2 separate regions of the Zea mays genome follow, and region 1 is linked to region 2. Evidence: chromatin contacts called from public Hi-C data. All regions are on one chromosome and are shown on one strand. Each heading gives the region's core, a stretch centred on a gene start, on an enhancer-like site or on the middle of the called end of the contact. The rest is flanking DNA. Distances are from core to core; before and after follow the strand shown. Region 1 holds the start of LOC100382440. Region 2 holds the start of LOC103627703 (GDSL esterase/lipase At5g55050).

Region 1 (6,889 bases), core at 2,478-4,977, 170 kb before region 2:
AGATCGTTTTGCAATTATCTTTGCCTCCACACTTCGTAGCTTCTCTTTTTGAGCAGAGAAGGGTTCAGCAGATACAACCTCAATAGTATAGCTTGCACTTTTAAAGAAATTGTCACCTGAAAAATGGTTGTTTTTCAGTAAACTGTAATATAGTTTAGATGCCTAGATGGTGCACAGAAAATGAGATTACCATATACAGCAAAATAATGGCTTCCTGCTTTCAGTTCATTTACTTCACAAGGTTGAAAGCCATCCAATCTTTTAAAGAAAGCACTGTCAGGATCCTTCGCAGCAGCAGCCTAGTAGTAATAGGAGCTTGTAAAAATAAACACACAAAGAAACACAAAAAGATGCAAAAAGGCATTAATCTGTATACTCACTGAATTATTTTGTTCAAACCGATACACAGGAAAGCCTAGAAAGAACATGCCCGCAGAAGTAACTTTTCCAGTTTTTGCACTATCTTCCTGCACTAGGCTAATAGACGTTAGCTGAAATCATGCTCAGACAACATGGTAAGATCACGAAATCCCCTTGTGGATATTAGAACATTGTCAAGCAGCAGACTTCAATACAAACAAGGCAATAACTTCAGAAATCAGTTAGTAACTATGCCACTCTTTCTAAATTATGCATCTGTTTTATTCTCTTGTGAAGCTTTATGTGCATCATCTGTTTTATTCTATTGTGAAGTTTTATGTGCATTTATGACATCCTATCTGTATAGTTTTTGTGTTCCCTTTACTAAAGATGGCTCACCTGAGTTACTTGGGTTGATTCCCTAGACATGGTGTCTGAATCAATACTGAACTAGATTAATCCAAGTGCAGTAGATTGATGTGTTTCCTACTTCACCTATACTCCTACACTCCCTAAATACATAGACAACTGTGTGATCTCTCTCAATAAGAACTGGCTTTGATACCCAGGGGAAATAACGTCCTCACACATCATCAAGAATTGATGGGCCAGATATTACTGTCTTTTCCTTTGTGATAGCATCTCACAACAACTCAGGGTGTGCTCACAATCAGATTCCTTAAGCTAATTACTTAACTGTTTAATTTGGAGAGAAGTGGTGTGGTAGCAGCCACTTGCCCATTTCAGTGATCTGGTAAATTTATAGTTAAAAGCTTCTAGATGGATAACATAACATTTAATAATGAAGTCAAGGTACACACAGTTTATCCCATAGGAGAGTTGGAGACTATGCAGGATAACACGTACGGTTGAGACCCTTGGTAATATTTCTGGACCAATAAAGGCTTCTAGATGGATCTTAGATAATGCTAAGGAACATATTCAAATTTATATATACCACAGAAATATTCACTACAGGTCATCCATTTGAACACTGATCTTCTGAGATTGAGATAAAAAACTACAAAATTAACTTATAATGTCAGGATGAGAAATTTCCCAGGCAACGATATCTTACTGCCCTGTCATAAATTATGTTGAGGGGACTTGCTTCAACCATATCAGCTATATTTTAGAATGAACAGATGCCAAACACATCTACAGGGATAAACAAAATCATTATTGAGACTCACGTACTACAGTTATGACAGTCAATGCGCTGTAGCCACTTGGCTGTTCCCTCAAGGTTGCCAAATCAACAAGATCTGAACTTGGTACGAAAATATTTGTTTCACATGTTTGGTGTCATATGCTTGGCAGAATGGCAGTTGATAAGCCAAAAACCAATAGAACTTTGTCTTTTTCTTTTTAAATTTGCACTAACAAAAACGATAAGCTGGATACACACATGCATACCTGTAAAGCAAGGCTTAATCCACCATTGTCCTCAAGCTCAAAATACAGCAACTGAAAAGAGAAGTGTCAACAAACTTGTTTTGCTGCAATTGCACAATACATCAAGTACTTGGTTTATTTAAACATTCTACGCTGCAACATTAACAACAACTAAAGGGAATCAGCTAATCATTTATCGACTATCGTAATTTAATAAAAATGGAAGTGACATAAAATTTTCCACTACACTAAAATTAAAAGACGATGCTTATCAGTTAACTGACAGAATCAAATTACACGGTCAGTTCTGCACAAAAAAAGAGAAAGAAAACATTTACTAGTGGAGTGCGACATTTAGAACTGAAACACAATAACTGATGTAACATAAAAGTTATAAGGTCAAAAGATCATAGAAGATGGATTGACTAGTAAGTTGGCAACAAACCTTAAATTTACTTTTAGAAGTTGAATGAACTCTACAAACTAAGCCCATTTTGGCTTCTTTATCTGTTATGTCCACAGAATAAAAGTGAGCTGACTGCTTTTCTACCTGCCAACATGTGTACAAATACGGAATTTTACTCACTGGTCAAAAAATGAACAGATAAAGAACAAAAAGCAGCAGTAGCCAACCTTCCTACATAGAGATTTGCCCAGCTGAAGCTGAGAAATCTCTACTGACCCGTTCAATGCCTCCTCTAAAACTGTTGCCGAGACAGTGGTCTTGATTGGAACACCTAGTTTGCTGCACAAATATATTACATTACACAATGAGGCAAATATATATTACATTACATAACAAGGCAAATAATATCGAGTAAAGCAGAATAGCAGATATATCATCTTTAAGCTACCTAAACAGAGCAGCAAACACTGTATTTACAGTATTGAGACTTGATAGGTCCAGCTCCAGTTCCTGACTATCTGCTTCAATGGCCTGGACAGTAACAAAAACATTAGTCACACGAAAAAAACAGTCAGCTCAAATGCTCAACCATGCCCCCAATCACCTCAAACCCTGATGCGTCATACTGGCGCCTCTTGTCTGGATCTGACAGGATATTATAGGAGAATGTGGCCTCTTGAAACTTCTCTGAGGCAACAGGGTCGTCTGAATTCTTATCTGGATGGTACCTGCATGACAAATTTTACTAGATATATAAATACTCAGACAGCTGCATCGTCACCATCAATTTATCAGTAAACAAGATAGCTAAACAGTCTAAACTACCAATAACATACACATAAGGCAGGACAGAGCTTCTTTTTTTTCTTTGCAAGACAGAGCCTTGCTTGTTGTTCCAATTTATAATGCACGATTCAGAAGCTATATAATACTGGTCTTTACGTGGTTCCAAAAGGAGAGGAATTTATTCAAGATAATAAAACAATATACAGCTACGCATACTCGGAACAAAATAAGCACAAAATGCGAACTAATCTACAAAAGGAATTTGAACACAGTCATTCCCTCTGAGGAAAATAAGAGCACGCGAAGTGCCCAAATCCAAGACCATTGCAGACAATACTTACTTGAGTGCCATGCGGCGGAAGGCACTCTTGATCTCCTGCTCAGTAGCATTACGCCCCACCCCGAGCACCTCGTATGGGTCCCTCCTCTGCGCCGCCGCGCCTGCAGCCGCCGCTGAGTCCCCCTTTTCTGCCTTGAACGACCCAAACTTGGGCCCCGCCATGCTCACCGGACCACCCGACGGAACCAGTCGCCTCCCGCCACAAAAAGCCTAGGAACCCTTCGGATCTTATCAGCGGCTGCGAGGAGCTCCGGTTACGTCCACACGCCGCAGCCGCGGCGGTGGCGGGGCTGAGCTCCCTGTCAATGGGGGAACGGCAGCCGATAGGGCCTCGCCCTCGGGGAGGCCAGCTGGCGAGCTCGGCCCGGTAGATTCGTCGTAGCTCCTAATTCGGGCTGGCGAGGCGGGGGGAAGAGGAGGCCGACGAAAATGGGTGGGTGACACGAGGGAGGGAGACGCGACCGAGAGAGGCGGACGAATTAAGGGCCTGTTTGTTTAACCCATGGATTATATAATCTAGATTATTTTTGGAGGATTATATAATCTGGATTATATAATCTGGATTATATAATCTGAGTAGTCCCGTTTGTTTATCCAGATTATTTGAGTTGTTAATAAGATTCTTTTGTATGATGAAGACATTAATGCCAATGGTGGGTTATAATGGCAATGGTGGGTAATTTCTAGGAAACTTTAAAGGGTAGTGGGGAAGTGGGAAAAAAATAATCTGAAATAAGCACCTCCTCACTTGCTTATGGATTATCATAATCCAAAGGGTTAGATTATATAATCTCGGCAAATAAGCTGGACTGTTTGTTTGCCTCTTAGGATTATTTAATCCAGATTATATAATCTGAGGGGTAAACAAACAGGCCCTAAATTAGGTGCCGACAGGTGGGCCCAGAAGACAAGACGATGCGCTCGAGCAGTGCTGTACCGGAAGTACCGGTTACCGCGTCGCCGTCTTTGCCGCCCTAGAGGTTTAACCGTTAAACTGTACGGAGTACAAGTCAAATGAGTGTGTGATCATTCGCTGGTAGGTGGGGTCAAGGGGAATTGAACACGGATATCCGGTCCACAGGCCAGCCGGCAATTCGAAGTGTGGGAGGAGTCTTTACTGGTCCCTCATGCACCTTTGCACTTAGGGGGTGTTTGTTTGAGATTGTAATCTATCCAGATTATATAATCTAACACCTTTTGAACTAAGAGTTAGTTCAAAAATTGTTGGATTATATAATCTAGGTGGTTTATAATCCCAAACAAACACCCCCTTAATCAAAGCAAGTAGATTTTTTATGTCATGTCTTTCATATTTTGTAGTAATTATTTTTTTCCGTAATATATATCAGGCATAACACTTTTTTATTGTTTTACTTAAAATAAAGAAAGTAAATATATGTATTCCTTATACAAATTTGTTTATTAGTTAAATGTTGGGATGTGATTGGCATGCTGAAACATTTTAGTTTTAAATCTATTCCAAATATTAGATCGTGAGACACGTTTCTAGTAGAATTAGTGTCGACATCTGACCAAGGTCCTATGCTCGACAACTTTCGAGACAAGTTCAAGGGTTATAATATAAGAGACTATTGTGGGACCTACTGTCATAGGTTCACACCACCGGAGCACCATGTCGTGAGGACCTCCTTTGGCCCCGAACACATGAGGAGCTTGATGGCAAGAAACTTGATATCATGGCACTCCAAACGGATAGTTATGCACTAGGACTTGTAAAGTCACAAAGAAACTTAGGACCCACCAGACCCAATGGTGATCTAAGTGTTCGGGACACGTACTACCCCAAGAAAACCCTAACAGGGAATAATGTAAATCCTCAAGAGCCTTGAACCCGCGAGCACTAATTAGTAGTTTAAAGATCTCAGGGTCCCACGTTTCATGAGGATAAGTCCCCGAGGCTTATCACGCATCGGGGCGCTCATGAGAATATGACCTTAAGGCATGTCATCGCCCCGAGGCGCTCATGAGAATAAGCCTTGGACCCCTCGTGCCCCAGGGCACTCACAAGAGTAAGCCTAAGTCTCTAGGGGGGCTCATGCCCTAGGATGCATGACATACAGGTGCTTGATGCAGTTCAGTCCCCAAGGCACTCAACAATATTTAGGTGTCTAGGGTACATCCATTGGCCCTACACTCCTTAAGCCCCTCGGTGTCCCCTCCCAAAGCCGACCGAGGCCCAAGCCTTTCGGTGCTTGATGCACTGAGGAGACAAGGGACTTGTGATGCATAAGTGCAGTCCTACAATAAGAAAAAGGGATAGGTTTGAGTCCAACGATGACAGTACGAACCCAAGAAACGGACCCCACCATGTAAGGAACCAAGGATAAGTCCATAGTGATAGCTTAATGGATAATTCTTATGTACAACACATTAAATATAAGGTGGAAGACAATGCAGGCCCAACAAGCGTGTTGTTGCCATGACTTAGGCTACAGGCCACTCAAGACTGCTGAAAGGGAAATAGGCTTTAAACCTTTTCCTAAATGATTTTGGTGGTTGAATGTCCAACACAAACAATTGGACTAATTAGTTTGCTCTAGATTACATGTTCTACAGGTGCCAAAGATTCAACATAAAACCAATAAAAAGAACAAGACAAGAGTCAAAAGAAAGGAGCAAAGAGAAACCGAAGTGCTCCCTGGTATGGCGCACCGGACTGTCCGGTGTGCCACCGGACAGTGTCCGGTGCACCAGAGAGGATTGCCTTCAAACTCTTCACCTTCGGGTTTCTCAGGCGCAGCCCACTATAATTCACCGGACTGTCCGGTGCACCACCGGACAGTGTCCGGTGCTCCAGAGTGAAGCGGCTCCGAACTGGCCAGCTTCGGGAAAGTGGGAGGTCGCTCCGCTAAAATTCACCGGACTGTCCGGTGTACACCGGACTGTCCGGTGAGCCAGCGGAGCAACGGTCATCTGCGCGCAACGGTCGACTCTGCATAATGTACAGTTGAATTCAGAGTGTCAGAGCAGAAGTCAGAGGGGCACCGGACTGTCCGGTGCTGCACCGGACTGTCCGGTGCCACATGAGGACAAAGCCTCCAACGGTCGACCAGCTCAAATCTCAACGGATAGGATGACGTGGCTGGCGCACCGGACATGTCCGGTGTGCACCGGACTGTCCGGTGCGCCCATCGCCAGCAGCTTCTCCAACGGCTACAAAATTGGAAGGTGGCTATAAATACCACCCCAACCGGCCACTTCAATGTGTGGGAGTCCAAGCAACATTCCAAGTCATCTAGTTGACATACTCAAGCCCTCCCAACCACCTATATTCATTGATACATCCTATACACAAGATCTAGCCCACTACAACCAACACAAGTGCCACAAAAGAGAGAGCGAGCAATTGAGAGCTACTCAATTGAGTTTAGCCCTAGTGCCTTGTGAGATACATTGAGAGATAGTGTGTGCTTCATCCTTGCGTTCATTTGTGCGTGGAGTTTTGACTCCCATTCAAACTTCCTCCAAAGTGTTGGAGGCTTGTAAAAGCTAGCAAGAGACACCAAAGATTGTGGTGATCCTTGTGGGATCGAGAGTGATCCTTGAAAAGAAGAAGAGCTCGCCGATCCTTGTGTGATCGG
Region 2 (6,697 bases), core at 2,434-4,933:
TGCGACCAAAACTGTTGACAGCATCAACAAACCAGCTCAAAAACTCGGAGCCTGACCATGCACCCGGCTGCGGCCAGGCCGCATGAGGGAACAACCAGACTGACCGAGGCATCACAACAAGAATTAAGACCTCAGAGGAGTCAAACCACTCCTCTGAGGCCTCGGGGGCTACACCCGACGGGTGCGCTCGCGCGCACCCACTGGAACAAAACATAACCGAGAAAGGCTGATCTCCTCGCAAATATCCGGCAGAACCTCCAAGTGAGTGCCTACACTCCCTTCGAGGCTCGGGGGCTACTGTCAGGTACCATAATTAGGGGTACCCCCAACACTCCTAAACACGGCTGATAAACACCTTTAGAACAAACCATAAAGACTGACAGTTCGGGTCTAAGTCAAAGCTTCATCTATCAAGGGACGCGATCTCACCTCGGCCGAGCCCGGCCTCGAGCGGGAACAGTAGTCTCGGACGAATTCACGTCTCGCCCGAGGGTCTCCTCAGGCAGTGAGCACACCCTCGGCTCAGCCAAAGGCAAGCCTTGTCGTGCAAGCGACCTTGGCCAAATCGCCTTACAAGCCGACCGTATTGCATGCGCATTTAATGCTAGGATCGTCTGACACCTTATCCTAACACGCGTGCCTCAGTCGACAAGGTCGAAGTGACCGTAGTCACTTCGCCCTTTCACTGACCGATCTGACAAGAAAACAGCGCCGCCCGCCCCGCTCCAGCTGCTGTGCCAACCACCCGGGTGAAACCGACAACAGCCAAGTTCAGCCTCGAGCGCAACAGGAAGCTCCGCCTCGCCCGACCTTAGGCCTCGGCCTCGGGAGGAGATCTCCGCCTCGTTCGACCCCGGGGCTCGGCCTCGGAGGAGCCGCCGCCTCGCCCGACCTCAGGCTTAGGTCGACCGCTCCACAAGGGATACATCATTACCCTACTCCTAGCTAGCTCAGGCTACGAAGGAACAAGACCGGCGTCCCATCTAGCTTACCCCGGTAACAAGCAATGATGGTTCTCCGCATGCGTCCATGACGTCGGTGGTTCTCAAACCCCCTACGAAAGCAAGGAGACGTCAGCAGGATCCATGCAGCGCCAACAACTGTGCTTCTATAGGGCTCATGCACTTCTCCAACGGACACGTTAACACGTGCATAGCGACCAGGCACTTCCCCGCTGGCCACGTAGCACATAGCTACACCCTCATTGTACAGCTGGGCAATCTCCTTATGTCTATAAAAGGGGATGTCCAGGAGGGAGGAAGAAGGGGGAGACGGGGAGACGCACAACAAAGGGACGGGAGAAGACGGGTAGGGCCAGACCCTCTCTCTCTCGCTCTCTCCTACTCGCTCTCTCGCAACGCTTGTAACCCCTACTACGAGCACCCTGGTGCAGGATAATACAAGGCTCATTTTCTCCTTGTGTTCCATCTCGCACCAACCCATCTGATCAGGGACACGCAGCGACAAATTTACTAGTCGGTCTAGCGACCCCGGGTCCGAAACGCCGACAGTGTCGGTTGGCCGACACTCTTTGCCTTGTTTTTTTAGTGACACGTGGATTAGAGTGAATACTAGAGTACCCAAACAAATAAAGTAGAAGGCAGGGGCGATTCTAGGGAGGGGCACAGGGGGCAATGTCCCCCCTAATCTTCTACAAATTCCATAGAAGCTACTAATTTTTTTAGCTAATCACCATATAAATAATGTAAAATACCTCTTAACAGCCCCCCTCAATCTAATTTGTCCCTCTCAATCTCAAATGCTGGCTTCACCCCTGGTAGAAGGATAATTGGTCAATAGAAAATAATTAGAGTAGTGGAGTGGGGTCGTTGGAGAGTATGACTCTCCGTCTATAAGCAGACTGCACAGGTCTTACGAGCGCCCTGGACAACGAGACAAGTGCGGCCATCGTCAGTGCTGGCCAGGTGCTATGGCCGCGCCGGACCGGGTGGCCGGCCGGGCAACTTTTACCCAGAACTGAAGCACCACATCGCCAACCATTCCAGTGACGTGCTCCAATTGAAACCAACGGGAATGGGCAAACAACAACTCATGGGACGCCCACTCGGCCACTACGCAACGAAAAGGCAGGCAGCCGTTTTGCCCTGTTGCGCTGGTTTGCCTCGATCCTTCCAGTGCTATGCCAATAGCAATTGTGTGGGCATATGGCACTACTCGCTATCATTGCTGTGTGCGATCGCGTTCCATCAGTTATACGTGTCTCACACATGTGGTTGGAGCAATAAGCAATTCAAAAGTACATATTCGTTGAGGTTGGTTTGGTATAAAAACGTTTGGAATGACAAATCGCACTTTAAACTGCTGATTCGAATGAGTACGTGATAAGGGAGGATTATTGTATGCATTAGTTAAAGACCATAGGGGATTATAATCCATAGCTCTGACTTCTGACCGGATAAGAAATCGAATGCGATTATCAAAGTCAAAAAAAGGAGGCGTGGCATGTATTAATTATTCTATCTAGATGACAGGGCAGCTACAAAATATATATGCACTGCCTTGGAATAACCATGATCAGTCAAGAGCGCACGGGCGCATGCCAATCAGTATGACGCTGTTTGGTTCACACAATTGTATCGTGACGGCAGTGCCGGTCCTGACATTTTAGAGGCCCAAGGCAAGACTTATAAAGAAGGCCCTTTATAATAATAAATTATTACACATAAATATAGTATATGTATATATTGTCTACAACTGTGCGAGAAATAGAGATGAAACGTCAAACATCGTTGTCTCGTTGTACGCTGAGAGCCTAAGTGGTTAGGCCTGAGACTATGAAGTACTACTACTAGAATATAGAAATCAAGATTTATATGCTATGCCTAATTATTCTTGCTTATTGCTGTCGTGTTGTTGACTTATAATTAGATCTTTAAAAATTTATAGAGCTAACAGACAAATCTATACAATATATATATATATACTGTTATTTAATACATGGGGTGAGGCCCCACTAATCTAGGGGCCCTGGTCGGGGGCACTGCTCGACCCCCGCCAGGGCCGGCGCTGCGTGACGGCTAAGAGCAACTCCAAGAGATTAGCTAAAAAGACTAGCAAAATTTACTGATTTAGCTACTCTCTAAAATAGATTTTAGAGAAAAAATGTTGGCTAATCCAACAGACTCGCTAAACCTACAGACTGAATAGAGAGTGAAGCAGGCTATCTAAAATTGGAGAGCTAAGATGGAGAAATAGAGAGCCACTAAATTTGAAGAGTCGTTTACAGAGTCTATTGGATACAATTTTCTTTTAATATTAGCTAAATTTACCTTTACAAAACCATATACCTAGTCTTTTGGAGTTGCTCGAACAGATAATGTTAAATTATGTTTAAGGATGACCTATTCAAACTTATTAGCGCTGTTAGTCAGGTGTAAATTATTACAGTTGTCATCTACATTACACTTCTTGAACTAAACAGCCCCATATATTTCATGGATCGATCAACAACCATACAAAAAGAATAGGTCAGACTACGTACTGTCATGCAAAGTGGCTTTTAAGTTCACCCATGCATCCATAGAAAACATTTTAAGTTTGTGCGACCATTTCGGTAGCGATAGAACTCTATTCTCTATTCAGAGAAGAGTAGTAGGTGCAAAACAGAAGATCATGGTTCTGGCTAGCTAGCATCTATTGAACGATGGACCGCTTGTTGGACACGGCGTATGCAGTTTTTTTTTGAATCACACGGCGTATGCAGTTAGTTGCAGCCTTGCAGGTCCATACCGGGTTCATATGCGTGCGCAGCATTGCTTCCTCTGTATAAAAAGCTAGGCGCATGGTCTTCGCCCCAGGAGCAACAGGGAGTTTGCCTCACCTCCATTCCAAGCACATATTCCCGGCCCGGCAGCTCACCAACTACCTTGCACTTCAATTCATCTTATCGCGGCACGCACAGATATATATAGATTAGTACCTAGCTAGATGCTCATTTAGCTGCAGAGGCGCCATGATTGGGGTGCGCATTGTCAGTTATAAGTCTCTGATCATGGTGCTACTGCTGGTGCTCCTCGTCTGCGTTGTCTCGCCGGCGACGGCCGCGGCCGGCCGGGCGGAGGAGGCGCACCTGGTGCCCGCGTTGTACGTGTTCGGCGACTCCACCGTGGACGTGGGCAACAACCAGTACCTGCCGGGGAACTCCGCGCCGCAGCTCCCCTACGGCATCGATTTCCCGCACTCTCGGCCCACCGGGCGCTTCAGCAACGGCTACAACGTCGCCGACTTCGTCGGTCAGTGAACGCGCGTTTCAGCTCACGCTGGCTGCCACTGTTTTCATCGCAACACCATGCAGGGGACTGACAGATTAGATTTGCAAACGAAAATTTCAGCGAAACTGTTGGGTTTCAAGAGGAGCCCGCCGGCTTACCTGTCCCTGACGCCAAGAACGAGCCGTCAGATCTTGAGAGGCCTCCGCGGCGTCAACTACGCGTCCGGAGGGTCCGGCATCCTCGACACCACGGTAAGCACTACTAGCACACCAGATTTGGTCGTGACTCATTCTTGATCATTTGTACGTACACGTGTCTGTCGACGGACCAGGGGAACACGATCACGTTGACGAAGCAAATCGAGTACTTCGCGGCCACCAAGTCCAAGATGGTGGCGAACAGCGGCACGTCGGCCGTGGACGAGCTGCTGTCCAGGTCCCTCTTCCTCATCAGCGACGGCGGCAACGACGTGTTCGCGTTCCTGCGGCGGAACGGGACGGCGACCGAGGCGCCGTCCCTGTACGCGGACATGCTGTCCAGCTACACGCGGCACGTGCGGGCGCTCCACGGCCTCGGGGCGCGGCGGTTCGGGATCGTGGACGTGCCGCCCCTCGGCTGCGTGCCGTCGGTGCGGGCCGCCTCCCCCGACGGCGCGTCCAGGTGCGTCGACGGCGCCAACGCGCTGGCGAGGGGCTTCAACGACGCGCTCAGGGCGGCGCTCGCCAACCTCACGGCCTCGGGCGCGCTCCCGGGGGCGCGCTACTCCGTCGGCAGCTCCTACAGCGTGGTGTCCTACTTCACGGCGCACCCGGGAGCGGCCGGGTTCAGGGATGTGGCCAGCGCGTGCTGCGGCGGGGGGCGGCTCAACGCGCAGGCCCCGTGCGCGCCCAACGCCACCTACTGCTCCAACCGCGGCGAGTACCTGTTCTGGGACGGGGTGCACGGCACGCAGGCCACGTCCAAGAAGGGCGCCCTGGCCATCTTCTCCGCGCCGCCGCAGATGGGCTTCGCCGCGCCCATCAACTTCAAGCAGCTGGTGTCTTCTTGATGCTTGGAATCCGGAGCTTTCCACCGGTGTGACACAAATCACTACACCTAGCAGCCTAGCACTACCAAAACAGCTTTTGATTATTACACAAATCAGTAGAGAATACAAACTAATAAACCATGTAATGTAGAGCCATAGAGGGAGGGAGCAGCATGTACACAGATTGAGTCCAGCGAGACAAATTTCTCGCCATGTACGCTCGCGAATAAACTAGCAGGTTGCACTATTTGGACGCTGTGCTGACTCAACGACTCCCGTCCGCTGCAATTGCATTGATTTCAAAGTGGAAAAAGTTTTCGGCCCATTAACAAAAATGCGGCTCAAGATAAGCTACCTTCTATTCTATCCCCGCGAACTTAAAAAAAATATTCCGCTCGGCCCAGAAAACCCAATGCTGGCTACGAAATACTCAGTACACGTGAACGTCACACGAAGACGTAGATCAGCATTTGACGCTTCGTTCTTTCGTGGGCGGGGGGAAAGCCCAGCTGCGAAACTCTGGCCGCGAACTCTCTGGCATCGCCGTCCCGGCCTCGAGCCATCCACGTTCCACGGTCTCGAACTCGAAGCCCAGCACCACGCGACCACGAGCCGCCCTTCTCCGGCGGCGTCGCAGTGAGCCCGGCATGGCCATGCTACTCCGCCGCCGACTCCCGCTGCTCCGCCTCCTCCGGCCGCTGCATACTGGATCGATGGCTTCGATCTCTTCGTCCTCCACACCTCCCCCTCCCCCTCCCCCTCCTCTTCAGAAACCTCACGCCGCCTTCGTGGGGCCAAGATCACGCCGCCTGCGGTTCCCCAATGCCGCGCCCGTTGAGTCGGGGCGGGGGGCTGGGAAATCATCTCCCGCTGCCGCCTATCTCGCTATGGGCGCGGCCGCCGCCCTCGCGTCACTGCCGGTGGCCTACGCAGACAGCAATGAGCAGGTTTTGTCAATTGGCTTTTCTACCATTGCTCGAATTTTTTTGTTTTTGTTTTTGTAATTCCGGGAGTGAGGTTTGCATGGGTTGAGCACTTGAGCTTCGTTTGCGTTTGCAGGGAGCGGTCGACACAGTAGCGAGTGCCGATCCCGCGGTTGGGGAGGATTTGGCCCGCAAGGAGAGGAAGAGGATATTGGAGCTTGTCCAGAGCCGAGGGATGCAGCGCGGGTCATACCCGAAGTTTGATGTTGCAGTGAAGGGCCAGAAGGTTGTTATTTCTCCCAAATTTTCTGGCGATATACATGTGTTTACTGTCTCATGTTTATTAGCATTAAAAAATTATCCCATGCTCCTGTTTTCGTGAAATTAAGCACACTGTATGCATTCATTATATGGTAGAAAGACGAATTGTAGGACGGTGGGGCATGACTATGCTGCAAATATAGAAACATGTGTCCTTATTTGAGTGTGAGTATTAGTACACGAAAGCTGTGGAG

Evidence for each region. Hi-C and Micro-C count contacts between places; a contact is called where the count stands out from the background.
Region 1: a Hi-C map of leaf shows a contact between it and region 2, with 3 times the contacts expected there. The contact joins the promoter of LOC100382440 here to the promoter of LOC103627703 in region 2. A contact is called at or near these places in 13 of 25 Hi-C or Micro-C datasets (bundle sheath, ear, endosperm and 5 more) and 1 of 3 datasets of contacts at active chromatin or transcription factors (seedling).

What each region holds. Positions count from the first base shown.
Region 1 is chr5:214,228,413-214,235,301 of Zm-B73-REFERENCE-NAM-5.0, reverse strand. It overlaps LOC100382440, which reads right to left and starts at 3,727. Exons shown (of 12, transcript NM_001175182.1): 1 at 3,289-3,727; 2 at 2,766-2,889; 3 at 2,610-2,692; 4 at 2,389-2,500; 5 at 2,201-2,305; 6 at 1,777-1,827; 7 at 381-467; 8 at 191-299; 9 at 1-116. The coding sequence starts at 3,449.
Region 2 is chr5:214,058,268-214,064,964 of Zm-B73-REFERENCE-NAM-5.0, reverse strand. It overlaps LOC103627703 (GDSL esterase/lipase At5g55050), which reads left to right and starts at 3,683. Exons shown (of 3, transcript XM_008648012.4): 1 at 3,683-4,253; 2 at 4,353-4,483; 3 at 4,564-5,515. The coding sequence starts at 3,974. The coding sequence ends at 5,280. It overlaps LOC100216753 (katanin p60 ATPase-containing subunit A1), which reads left to right and starts at 5,736. Exons shown (of 13, transcript NM_001309903.1): 1 at 5,736-6,206; 2 at 6,319-6,468. The coding sequence starts at 5,907.